2 separate regions of the Macaca mulatta genome follow, and region 1 is linked to region 2. The links are chromatin contacts, called in public Hi-C maps. All regions are on one chromosome and are shown on one strand. Each heading gives the region's core, a stretch centred on a gene start, on an enhancer-like site or on the middle of the called end of the contact. The rest is flanking DNA. Distances are from core to core; before and after follow the strand shown.

Evidence for each region. Hi-C and Micro-C count contacts between places; a contact is called where the count stands out from the background.
Region 1: a contact with region 2 is called in a Hi-C map of blood, with 3 times the contacts expected there. The contact joins the promoter of SERPINE1 here to the promoter of TRIM56 in region 2. A contact is called at or near these places in 3 of 14 Hi-C or Micro-C datasets (blood, fibroblasts and liver).

What each region holds. Positions count from the first base shown.
Region 1 is chr3:48,386,681-48,392,816 of T2T-MMU8v2.0, forward strand. It overlaps SERPINE1 (serpin family E member 1), which reads left to right and starts at 2,559. Exons shown (of 10, transcript XM_077996533.1): 1 at 2,559-3,157; 2 at 4,290-4,561. The coding sequence starts at 4,291.
Region 2 is chr3:48,344,298-48,350,439 of T2T-MMU8v2.0, forward strand. It overlaps TRIM56 (tripartite motif containing 56), which reads left to right and starts at 4,706. Exons shown (of 5, transcript XM_077996501.1): 1 at 4,706-4,975; 2 at 5,165-5,377; 3 at 5,571-5,656.

The DNA.
Region 1 (6,136 bases), core at 1,309-3,808, 40 kb after region 2:
GATGATCTCGGCTCACTGCAACCTCCACCTCCCAGGTTCAAAAGATTCTCCTGCCTCAGCCTCCCAAGCAGCTGGGATTACAGGCATGCACCACCATGCCTAGCTAATTTTTGTACTTTTAGTAGAGATGGGGTGTCACCATATTGGCCAGGTTGGTCTTGAACTCCTGGCCTCAAGTGATCCACCCGCCTTAGCCTCCCAAAGTGCTAGGATTACAGGTGTGAGCCACCATACCCAACCTTGGGGTGCTTTTGAGGACAAGAGATAAGTTTGGGACGACTGAGCATGGTGGCTTATACACTTTGGGAGGCAAAGGTGAGAGGATTGTTCCAGCCCAGGAGTTCAAAACCAGCCTGGTCAACATAGCAAGACTGTCTGTATAAGAAAAAATAATCATTAGCTGGGCGTGGTGGTGCTTGCCTGTAGTCCCTAGTACTTACTTGCTTGAGCCCAGGAGTTCAAGTCTACAGTGAGCTATGATCACACCACAGCACTCCAGCCTTGGTGACAGAGTGAGACCCTGTCTCAAAAAAATAAATAAATAAATAAATAAAAGATGGGTTTGGGGCTGGACTTGTCTTCATCCAAGAGGTCAAGGCAGTTTCTTCTTCCTCACCACTAACCACACTCTCAGGGACTCCAAACCACAACTAAGAAAAGGAAAAAGACATAAACAAGAGGCAGTTTCACAGGAAGAGTTCTCCTAATGAGTCTGTGAGCCTAACTTTCCGACCGACCGAAGTTCTCCTCTCTTTGCCCGCCAGCTGTGAGAAAACAAAGCCTAAGGCAGATTAAAAAGCAGGAGGACTGCTCAGAGTGGTTGCCCTTGGTATCTGTTTACTGAAAAAATCCAAAACAAACATCCGACGCTTCCACCCACTGAAACTTCCTGTGACTCTGCTACCAGCTGTCTCCATGGATTCTCCCAATTAAACCCCACCATCTACACAAAACTCAACTGTGTGTGGACCCCAAGTATGCCATCTCTCCGATACAGGACCCCCTGGGCAGCACCCTGGCCACCCTTACATCCACAACATCTAGGCCACACGGCCAAGGGCGCCTGACCCTGTCAAAACCCCAAATGCGGCCAGGCACAGTGGCTCATGCCTGTAATCCCAGCACTTTGGGAGGCTGAGGCAGCTGGATCACAAGGTCAGGAGTTCGAGACCAGCCTGACCAACATGTTGAAACCCCGTCTCTACTAAAATACAAAAATTAGCCGGGCATGGTAGTGCGCACCTGTAATCCCAGCTACTCGGGAGGCTGAGGCAGGAGAATCGCTTGAACCCAGGAACCCAGGAGGCGGAGATTGCAGTGAGCCAAGATAGTGCTACTGCACTCAGCCTGGGCAACAAAACAAGACTCCATCTCAAAAAAAAAAAAAAAAAAAAAACCGAAAAGCAAAATCCACTAGTCTAGTCCTACATGCTCACCCACGGCTAGCCAGTTTCCACCCTCTACAGCAGAGGTCCCCAACCTCTGGGCCAGGGGCTGGTACTGGTCAATGCCCTGTTAGGAACCAGGCTACATAGCAGGAGGTGAGTGGCAGGTGAATGAAATTTCATCTGTAGTTACAGCCACTCCCCATCGCTTGCATTACCACCTGAGCTCCGCCTCCTGTCAGATCAGCGGCGGCATTAGATTCTCATAGGAGCTTGAACCCTGTTCTAAACTGTTCATGTGAGGGATGTAGGTTGCACGCTCCCTATGAGAATCGAATGCCTGATGATCTGTCATGTCTCCCATCACCCCAGATGGACCGTCTAGTTGCAGGAAAACAAGCTCAGGGGTCCCACTGATTCTACACGATGGTGAATTGTGGAATTATTTCATTATATATGTTACAACGTAATAATAACAGAAATAAAGCACACAATAAATGTAATGCACTTGAATCATCCTGAAAGCATCCCACCCTGGTCTGTGAAAAAATTGTCTTCCATGAAACCGGTCCCTGGTGCCAAAAACGTTGAGGACCACTGCTGCTCAGAATCTATCAGTCACTCTTCTTCCCCTCACCCCCTTGCCCTAGAAGCACACCCTGCAAACCCGCCGTGAATTGACACTCTGCTTCTATCCCTCTTCCCCTCGTGTCTGTTTCTGGAGGAAGAGGATAAAGCACCAGCTGCCCCAAGTCCTAGCGGGCAGCTCGAAGAAGTGAAACTTACACGTTGGTCTCCTGTTTCCTTGCCAAGCCTTTACCATGGTAACAACCCCTGGTCCCGTTCAGCCACCACCGCCCCACCCAGCACACCTCCAACCCCAGTCAGACAAGGTTGTTGACACAAGAGAGCCCTCAGGGGCACGGAGAGAGTCTGGACACGTGGGGGAGTCAGCCATGTATCATCGGAGGCGGCTGGGCACATGGCGGGGATGAGGGAAAGACCAAGAGTCCTCTGTTGGACCAAAGTCCTAGACAGACAAAACCTAGACAATCACGTGGCTGGCTGCATGCCCTGTGGCTGCTGGGCTAGGCCCAGGAGGAGGGAGGGGCGCTGTTTCCTGGAGGTGGCCCGGGGCACCGGGTGGACAGCCCCGGGGGAAAAACATCCACATTTTGATGGAGGTTATCTTTGATAACTCCACAGTGACCTGGTTCTCCAAAGGAAAAGCAGGCAACATGAGCTGGTTTTTTTTCTCCAAGCTGAACACTAGGGGTCCTGGGCTTTTTGGGTCACCCGGTATGGCAGACGGTCAACCTGGCAGGACATCCGGGAGAGACAGACACAGGCAGAGGGCAGAAGGGTCAAGCGAGGTCCTCAGGCCAAGGCTATTGGGGTTTGCTTAATTGTTCCTGAACCCTCTTACACACGTACACACACAGAGCAGCACGCACACACACACACACACACATGCCTCAGCAAGTCCGGGAGAGGGAGGTGTCGAGGGAAGGGGGCCCCGCTGGCTGTTCAGACGGACTCCCAGAGCCAGCGAGTGGGTGGGGCTGGAGTATGAGTTCATCTATTTCCTGCCCACATCTGGTATAAAAGGAGGCAGCGGCCCACGGAGGAGCACAGCTGTGTCTGGCTGCAGGGCCAAGAGCACTGTCAAGAAGAGCCACACGCCCCCCTCCAGCAACTGAATTCCTGCAGCTCAGCAGCCGCCGCCAGGGCAGGTCGAACCGCCAATCGCAAAGCACCTCTGAGAACTTCAGGTAGGAGAAAAGCAAACTCCCTCCAACCTCTTACTTCGGGCTTAGAAGTAAGGCAGAGAACTTGTCTCCCCAGAGTCCCCTCCCTCCATCATCCCCCGCTATTCCTCTATTTTCTTTTTCTCAGACCTGCAGCCTTGAGTCGACCCTATCCTGGGGTGACTGCAGGAGAGCAGGGAGGATGGTCAGGCCCCATCAACAACCCCATCACCCAGAAACAAGAACCTTGACTCTCTCGGTCTCTCTGCATCAAGACACTTACCCATTTCCCACCTCATACCTGCTAACTTGAATGAAACAATCACTGGGAAAGCATTATAAGAGAATTAAGGCCAGGCACTGTGGCTCATGCCTGTAATCCCAGGACTTTGTGAGGCTGAGGCAGGCAGATAACTTGAGCCCAGGAGTTTGAGACCAGCCTGGGCAACATGGCAAAACCCTGTTCTCCCAAAAAAAAAATACAAAAATTAGCTGGGCGTGCTGGTGTGCCTGTATTCCCAGCTAATTGGGAGGCTGAGGTGGGAGGATTGCTTGAGCCAGGGAGGCAGAGGCTGCAGTGAGCCAAGATTGAGCCATTGCACCCAGCCTGGATGACGGAGCAAGACTCTGTCTCAAAAAATGAATGAAAGGAAGGAAGGAAGGAAGAAAGAGAGAAAGAGAGAGAAAGAGAAAGAGGAAGGAAAGAAAGAGAGAGAGAAGGAAGGAAGGAAGGAAGGAAGGAAGGAAGGAAGGAAGGAAGGAAGGAAGGAAGGAAGGAAAAGAAAGCAAATGTAAAGGCTCATGCAAATCAAAGATGTGATAATTGATAATTGAGCCTGGGCTAAATCCCCCCTGTGCTGCAAAGGCAGCGGGACACAGAGGGAAGGCAGATGGACTGGATTCCAAGATTCCCGTAGGGCAAGATGGCCAAAGACTCCCTGCCACTGCCCGGGGATAAGTCAGTCTGAGTGAGATGGAGTGGGACGGGCTAAGAATCTGAATGTGTCATGGTCTGTTCCTGCACCTTGCCCTAGTGTTCACCCACCACCTGCTTGCAGGAAACAAGAAGAGCAGGGCCCACAGCTGGCCAGCTCCCCTCCCCTCCCGCCTGTCTTCCAGAAAGATTCCTTCACCAGCCCTCTTTCCATTGCTCTAGGATGCAGATGTCTCCAGCCCTCGCCTGCCTAGTCCTGGGCCTGGCCTTCGTCTTTGGTGAAGGGTCCACTGTGCACCATCCCCCATCCTACGTGGCCCACCTGGCCTCAGACTTCGGGGTTAGGGTGTTTCAGCAGGTGGCGCAGGCCTCCAAAGACCGCAACGTGGTTTTCTCACCCTATGGGGTGGCCTCGGTGTTGGCCATGCTCCAGCTGACAACGGGAGGAGAAACCCGGCAGCAGATCCAAGCGGCCATGGGATTCAAGATTGATGGTGAGCCACGGGACACTGGGGGAGGTGGGAGGCATGCAAAATAGACCAACCAGAAGCCAAGGAAAGGCTGGCTCTGGCTTAGCCGAGCCAAGCCCCATACAGCTGTGCTGCAGGGGCCACCCCATCTTCTTCCCACTACACCCCAAGTCACTGGACCCTTGAATTGCCAAGGGTGTCTGGCCAGTGGATTTACCGCTTATTCACCACCGCATGATCTTAACCTCATTAAGCCTCAGTTTGCCCATCTATTAAATGAGGATCATAAAAATACCAACCACAGAGGGCTGTCCTAAAGAATTCATGGGCCGGGCACGGTGGCTCACGCCTGTAATCTCAGCATTTTGAGAGGCTGAGGCGGGCAGATCAGGAGGTCAGGAGATTGAGATCATCCTGGCTAACATGGTAAAACCCCGTGTCTACTAAAAATACAAAAAAATTAGCCAGGCATGGTGGCAAGCGCCTGTAGTCCCAGCTACTCAGCAGGCTGAGGCAGGAGAATGGTGTGAACTTGGGAGGTGGAGCTTGCAGTGAGCCGAGACCGTGCCACTGCACTCCAGCCTGGGCAACAGAGCGAGACTCTGTCTTGAAAAAAAAAAAAAAAGAATTCATGGAATTACACTTGTGAAATGCTTAGCACAGTCATCACTATAAGAAAAAAAATCTAAGGCCAGTCATAGTGCCTCGTATCTGTAATCTCAGCACTTTGGGAGATTGAGGTAGGAGGATCACTTGAGGCTAGGAGTTCGAGGCCAGCCTGGGCAATACGGTGAAACCACGTATCTACTAAAAGTATAAAAATTAGTCCGATGTGATGGTGTACACCTGTAATACCAGTTACTCAGGAAGTTGAGGCACAAGAATCGCTTGAACTCGGGAGGTGGAGGTTGCAGTGAGCTGATATCGCACCACTGCACTCCAGCCTGGGCGACAGAGTGAGACTCTGTCTCAAAAAAAAAAAAAAAAAAATTAAGAAAAGAAAAAAACTAAGGTCAGGCAAGGTGGCTTATGACTGTAATCTCAGCATTTTGGAAGGTTGAGGCAGGAGGATCACTTGAGGCCAGAAGTTTGCGACCAGACTGAGCAACAGCGAGACCCCTGCCTCTACAAAAAATTTAAAAATTAGCCAGATGTGGTGGCACATACCTGTAGTCCCAGCTACTTAGGAGGCTGAGGTGGGAGGATGGCTTGAGCCCAGGAACTGGAGGCTGCAGTGAGCTATGATTGCACCACTGCACTTCAGCCTGGACAACAAAGGGAGGCCCTGTCTGGAAAAAAAAAAAAAAAAAGGAAGAAAGAAAATATTTAGGGTTCATCCAGGAGGTGGAGGTTGCAGTGAGCTGAGATCACGTCATTGCACTCCAGCCTGCGAGACAAGAGCAAAACTCTATCTCAAAAAAAAAAACAGGAAGAAAATATTTAGGGTTCATAACTTAAGAACAGAGAAAAATATTCTAGCCCAAAGAGAGGGTTGGGATCTGAGACGTTTGAAGAAAGGAAGAGATACAGAAAAGAGATTTTGTCCTGGAATGAAATCTCCCTCCAGAGAGCCCTGGGAAAGCACGGTAGCCCCCATTC
Region 2 (6,142 bases), core at 3,456-5,955:
CCGTGTAGCACCCGCCACCATGCCAGCTAATTTTTTTTTTTTTTTTTTTTTTTATTTGAGACGGAGTCTCACTCTGTCGCCCAGGCTGGAGTGCAGTGGCGCGATCTCGGCCCACTGCAAGGTCCGCCTCCCGGGTTCACGCCATTCTCCAGCCTCAGCCTCCCGAGTAGCTGGGACTACAGGCGCCCGCAACCGTGCCTGGCTAATTTTTTGTATTTTTAGTAGAGACAGGGTTTCACCGTGGTCTCGATCTCCTGACCTTGTGATCCGCCCGCCTCGGCCTCCCAAAGTGCTGGGATTACAGGCGTGAGCCACCGCGCCCGGCCTTTTGTATTTTTTAATAGAGACGGAGTTTCACCACGTTAGCCAGGATGGTCTCAATCCCCTGACCTCGTGATCCACCCGCCTGGGCCTCCCAAAGTGCTGGGATTATAGGCGTGAGCTACCGCGCCCAGTCAGGGTTTTTTTTTTGTTTGTTTAAGAGGAGGGGACAGTTTACTAGCAATTACTAAATCATTAAGTAAATTACAGCAGATAATTTATGAAGCCATTAATTCTAAAAACTACAAAGAATATGTAAAATCCTAGAAAATATTTTGTCAGCTGGGCATGGTGGCTCATGCCTATAATCCTAGCACTTTGGGAGGATGAGGCAGGCAGATCACCTGAGCTCAGCACTTTGAGACCAGCCTGGCCAATATGGCGAAAAAAAATTTTTAATATCTCTACAAAAAAATACAAAAATGAGCTGGGCATGATGGCATGTGCCTGTAGTCCCAGCTACCCAGAAGGCTGAGGCAGGAGAATTGTATGAGCCTGGGAGGAGAAGGTTGCAGTGAACTGAGATCGAGCCACTGCACTCCAGCTTGGGCAACAGAGCAAGACCTTGTCAGAAAAAAAAAAAAAAAGAGAGAGAGAGAAAGAAAAAGAAAAGAAAATATTTTGTCAAATGACAACATTACAACAATTCTAGTTATATATCTAGTGGGCTTGCGCCATTCATGAAGGGAGCCGCCTACCATTCTACGAAATAAGCTGACATCTCACACTGTAACTGCAGAACAGTGAGTTTTGTAAGGAAGGAACAAGGAAACAGAAGAATAGAAAAACAAGCTAATTGGTTAACCTTAGGTTACTTTACATTGCTTTTTTGGAAGGTTAAAGCAGCAGGGACTTCCTTATTATGTTCACTCAAGTCGACTGGAATCCCTTGTCTTCAAGAAAAACTGGTCTGTTTGGGAATCTATCTGCTTCCTCAAACTCTCGGTTTGATGATGTGGCATTTAGCATGAGTGACTCCATTTTGGTTTGGTCTGGTTGGCAGGAGTCTAATGCAGGAGTTCAGTCTACACAATAGCCTCCCATAATTTTGTTTGTTGTTATTATTATTATTATTATTATTACTATTATTATTATTTGAGACAGAGTCTCACTCTGGTGCTCAGGCTGGAGTGCAGTGGTGCGACCTTGACTCACTGTAACCTCTGCCTCCTGGGTTCAAGTGATTCTCCTGTCTCAGCCTCCCAAGTAGCTGGGATTATAGGAGCGTGCCACCACACCCAGCTAATTTTTGTATTTTTAGTAGAGATGAGGTTTTGCCATGTTGGCCAGGGTGGTCTCGAACTCCCGACCTCAGGTGATCTGCCCACCTCGGCCTCCCAAAGTGCTGGAATTACAGGCATGAGCCACAGCCTGTCCTGTTTGTGTTTAGAGATGAGATCTCTCTGTGTTGTTGTGGGATACAGAGGACTACAGAGACCAGTATGGGTGAATACAAGAGGATATTTTTTTTAAAGTGTGCACTGGCTCAGTGGATTCACATCCAAAAAGCTGAGCCTTGAGCAAAGACTGAGCAGGATTATTATAAGCAAACTTGGAGAAGCAAAACAAAGACAGTTAATCATATAATGACAGGTCACATAATCTATAGCATAACTGATGACTTGGCATAACTCGTGGCCTGGCATAGCTGGTGGCCTTATAACTGCATCAAAAGAAAAAACAAGAACTGGCTGAATACAGACATTTGTCCTTTTTTTTTTTTTCTTCACCTTTGCTTTAGAGGGAGGCTGTCTGGAGCCCATTCCTTTGGTTTCAACTTCTCCAACAGTGTTATCTTTTAACTGTCCTGGAAGTGAGCTTGTTAGGCAGAGGAAAATTTGTTCCTCTTTTTAACCCTTACCTTCCCACATTCTGGGCCTTGGCTTTTACTTTTCTTGGAGTGAATGAATGCAGTACTTATTATTACTATTATTTTTAAATTTCTGCCTCAATGTTACCCAGGCTGGTCTTGAACTCTGGGGCTCAAGCAATCCTCCCACCTCAGCCTCCCAAGTAGCTGGAACTACAGGCACATTATTTTTTTTTTTTAATGACTTGTGACACAGCCCTGGGAGATCCTGAGAACATGTACCCTCTTTCTAATTTTTTATTTTTCCAGCAGAGACAGGGGGTCTCAGTACGTCACCCAGGCTGGTCTCCAACTCCTGAACTCAAGCAATCCTCCCACCTTGGCCTCCCAAAGTGCTGGGATTACAAGCATGGGCCACCACACCTGGCCTCATAATTTTGTTTACCGGTTAGTATAGTGCTAAGTTTTATAGACAAAAAGTATATGTACCCTAAAAATATAATTATGTAAAATACGGACAGAGACCAAAGGGCATATACACGGGAAAGAAATAGTTAATTGCATTAAAAGGATGATATGAGTGTTTTAAAGTATCCATATTATAATTTAGGATTAAAAACCTCTGCTGGGGGCCGGGCTTAGTAGCCCATGCCTATAATCCCAGGACTAGCCTAGGCAACATAGAAAGACCCCATCTCTACAAACAAACAAACAAACAAAACACAAACAAACAAATGTCTGTGCTGGCCACCCCCTCCAATACCTATAGGACAAAGTCCAAACTTCCCTACTGGAAGCCTTATAATGGCCTTCCTTGACCATTATATTAAGACCTTACGAGATTCACAACATGGAATTTAATTTTAATTTTAATTTTTAATTTTTTTTTTTTTAGAGATAGTCTTGATCTGTCACCCAGGCTGGAGTGCAGGGGCATGATCATGGTGCATGCAACCTTGAATTCCTGGGCTCAAGTGAACCTCCTGCTTCAGCCTCCTGAATAGCTGGGACTTCAGCTGGGAGCCACCAGGCAGCTAATATATATTTTGAGATAGAGTCTCACTCTGTTGCCCAGGAGTGCAATGGCGCAATCTAGGCTCACTGCAACCTCTGCCTCCCAGGTTTAAGCGGTTCTCCTGCCTCAGCCTCCTAAGTAGCTAAGATTACAGGTGCCTGTCACCATGCCTGGCTAAGTTTGGTTTTTTATTTTTATTTTTTAGTTTTAGTAGAGACAAGGTTTTACCATGTTGACTAGGCTAGTCCCGAGCTCCTGGCCTCAAGTGATCCTCCCAAAGCGCTGGGATTACAGGTGTGAGCCACTGTGCCCCGCCTATTTTTCTGTCCTCACCTTGGTTGCCCGTCTGGTCAGCAGCATTCTAGAAGAACCCCTCGTCCTTCCAGAAGTGCAGCATTTCCCGCTGTGGCCTCTGTGACCCTCTCTCTTTTGGATTTCCACCTACCTCTGTGGCATCTATGTCTCAGCCCCTGGAGACCTTTCACCCAGACCCTGAGGTCAGGCTCCCTTCTGTCCTCTCCACTGCTGCCAGAGTGAGCTCTCACAGGTTCACTTTCCTACCTAAATTCCGCCATGTGGATAAAAAGGAACAAATATACATATGTATGTAATTAATTAACTATGCTAAAATGATAATTGTAGAACAGAAATTGTGGAGATATGGGTGCTCACTGCAATTCTTTCAAGTTCTTCTTTTTTTTTTTTTTGAGAGGGAGTCTGGCTCCGTCGCCCAGGCTGGAGTGCAATGGCGCGATCTCAGCTCACTGCAAGCTCCGCCTCCCGGGTTCACGCCATTCTCCTGCCTCAGACTCCTGAGTAGCTGGGACTACAGGCGCCCGCCACCTCAACCGGCTAGTTTTTTGTATTTTTTAGTAGAGACAGGGTTTCACTGTATTAGCCAGGATGGTCTCGATCTCCTGACCTCGTGATGCGCCCATCTCGGCCTCCCAAAGTGCTGGGATTACAGGCTTGAGCCACTGCGCCTGGCCTGTTTTATTTTTTAGACAGGGTCTTGCTCTGTCCTCCAGGCTGGAGTGCAGTGGCACCATCATGGCTCACTGCAGCCTCGACCTCCTGGGCTCAAGTGATCCTCCTGCTTCAGCCTCCTGAGTATCTGAGACTACAGGTATGTGCTACCATGCACAGCTAGTTTTTTAATTTTTTGTGGAGACTGGGTCTCACCATATTGCCCAGGCTGGTCTTGAACTCCTGGGCTCAAGAGATCCTCCTGCCTTCTTTAAACTCATCTCACTGATGCCTCCTCCAGGAAGCCTGTGCTGTTCCCTCAGCTTGAGGCTTCTTATCCGATCCCCCACAACCTCTCCTACAGCTCAGCAAAGGTTTATGAAATGAGGCTTTGCAGGCACCTGCCTGCCAGGGGTGTTAGCAAAGCTGCAGACCCTGCCTGGGGCCCTGCTGTCTAGTTACCCTGGTCTCTGAATCATGGATGAGCCCTCATTTCTTCCCACAAATAAACCCTGTGACCCTCCACCCTCTGCTCAGAGAACCTGCCCTCAGGTAGTTCCGTTTATGACATACACACACTTAGCCCTGAGGCTGGACTGACAGACAGACCTGGCTGGTGGACTCCAGCCCAATCCTGCCCACTGCTGGGGTGGGGGCCTCCGAGGGAGAGGACAGGGCCGGGTGGGGAGGAAGGCGGGGCCTGAGGCTGTGCGAGGCGAGTCGGTGTGTCCCCGGCTGGGACGGAAGTTGCACCACAAGTACAATTAGTTTCAGTTTTGTTTCTTTTTCAGGCACCCAGCAACAGCGGCCTCCAGGCCCCAGGCCCCCTCGCCATCCTAGAGGCCAAGATCCGCTCTGGCTAGGTAAGGGGTTGGGGGCGGCACAGCTATAGGAAGGACTGAGCGGAGGGAGTAGGGGGAGGGGAGGGGATAGAGAGCACGGGAGGAGGAGGAGGAAGGGAGGGGAGCGCGGAGGGGAAGAGGCACCCGGAAGGCAGGAGGAGAGGGCAGGCGGAAAACTGCACCCGCCTCCCTCCCGCTCCGTGGCCACAGGTCCCCGCAAGAAAGACCCCGTCCCACTCTCTGAGGTCTCCTCCCGGCCCCAGAAAAGGGGACATTCCACCAAGTCTGCCCAACAAGTAGGTCTCAGCCACTGTGCCAGGAGCTCAGGACTCCCTCCCTCCAGAGGTTTCTGGAATGCGTTCAGCAGGAAAAGCTAAAAGAACAGAACTCCAGGAGATAAGCCAAGGCCAAGTCGATCGGAGGGTGAGCCAGCAGCGGGAAGGGGGCCGGCCCTTCCCCTAGGCCTTTTTTCTGCCCGCTCCAGAATCCGCTTTAGAAACTGTTGAATGCAGGAAGTGGGGCCTTCACCACCCATGACACTGCCCCAGGTCTAGCAGAAGACAGGTGTGTGGCCAGGTGGGCACGGTAGTTCATGCCTATAATCCTAATGCTTTAGGGAGGCCTAGACGGGAGGATCACCTGAGGCCAGGAGTTGGAGACCAGCCTGGGCAACATAGCAAGACTCCAGCTCTACAAAAAGTGGTAATTTTAAAAAAATGGCCTGGGTGCCTGGGCATGGTGACTCATGCCTATAATCCCAGCACTTTGGGAGACCGAGGAGGGCGGATCACCTGAGGTCAGGAGTTCAAGACCAGCCTGGCCGATAGAGCAAAACTCTGTTTCTACTAAACATACAAAAATTAGCCAGGCATGATGGTGCGCACCTGTAATCACAGCTACTTGGGAGGCTGAGACAGGAGAATCACTTGAACCTGGCAGGTGGAGGTTGCAGTGAGCCAAGATTGCACAACTGCACTCCAGCCTGGGCAACAGAGTGAGACTCTGTCTCAAAAAAAAAAAAAAGGCTGGGTGTGGTGGCACATGCCTGTACTCCCAACTACTCGAGAGACTTGAGTCTAGGAGTTTGAGGCTGCAGTGAACTATGATCGCACCACTGCACTCCAGCCTGGGTGACAGAGGGTGACCCTATTGCTAAAAAGTAAAATAAAATAAAATAAAAAGAAGGCA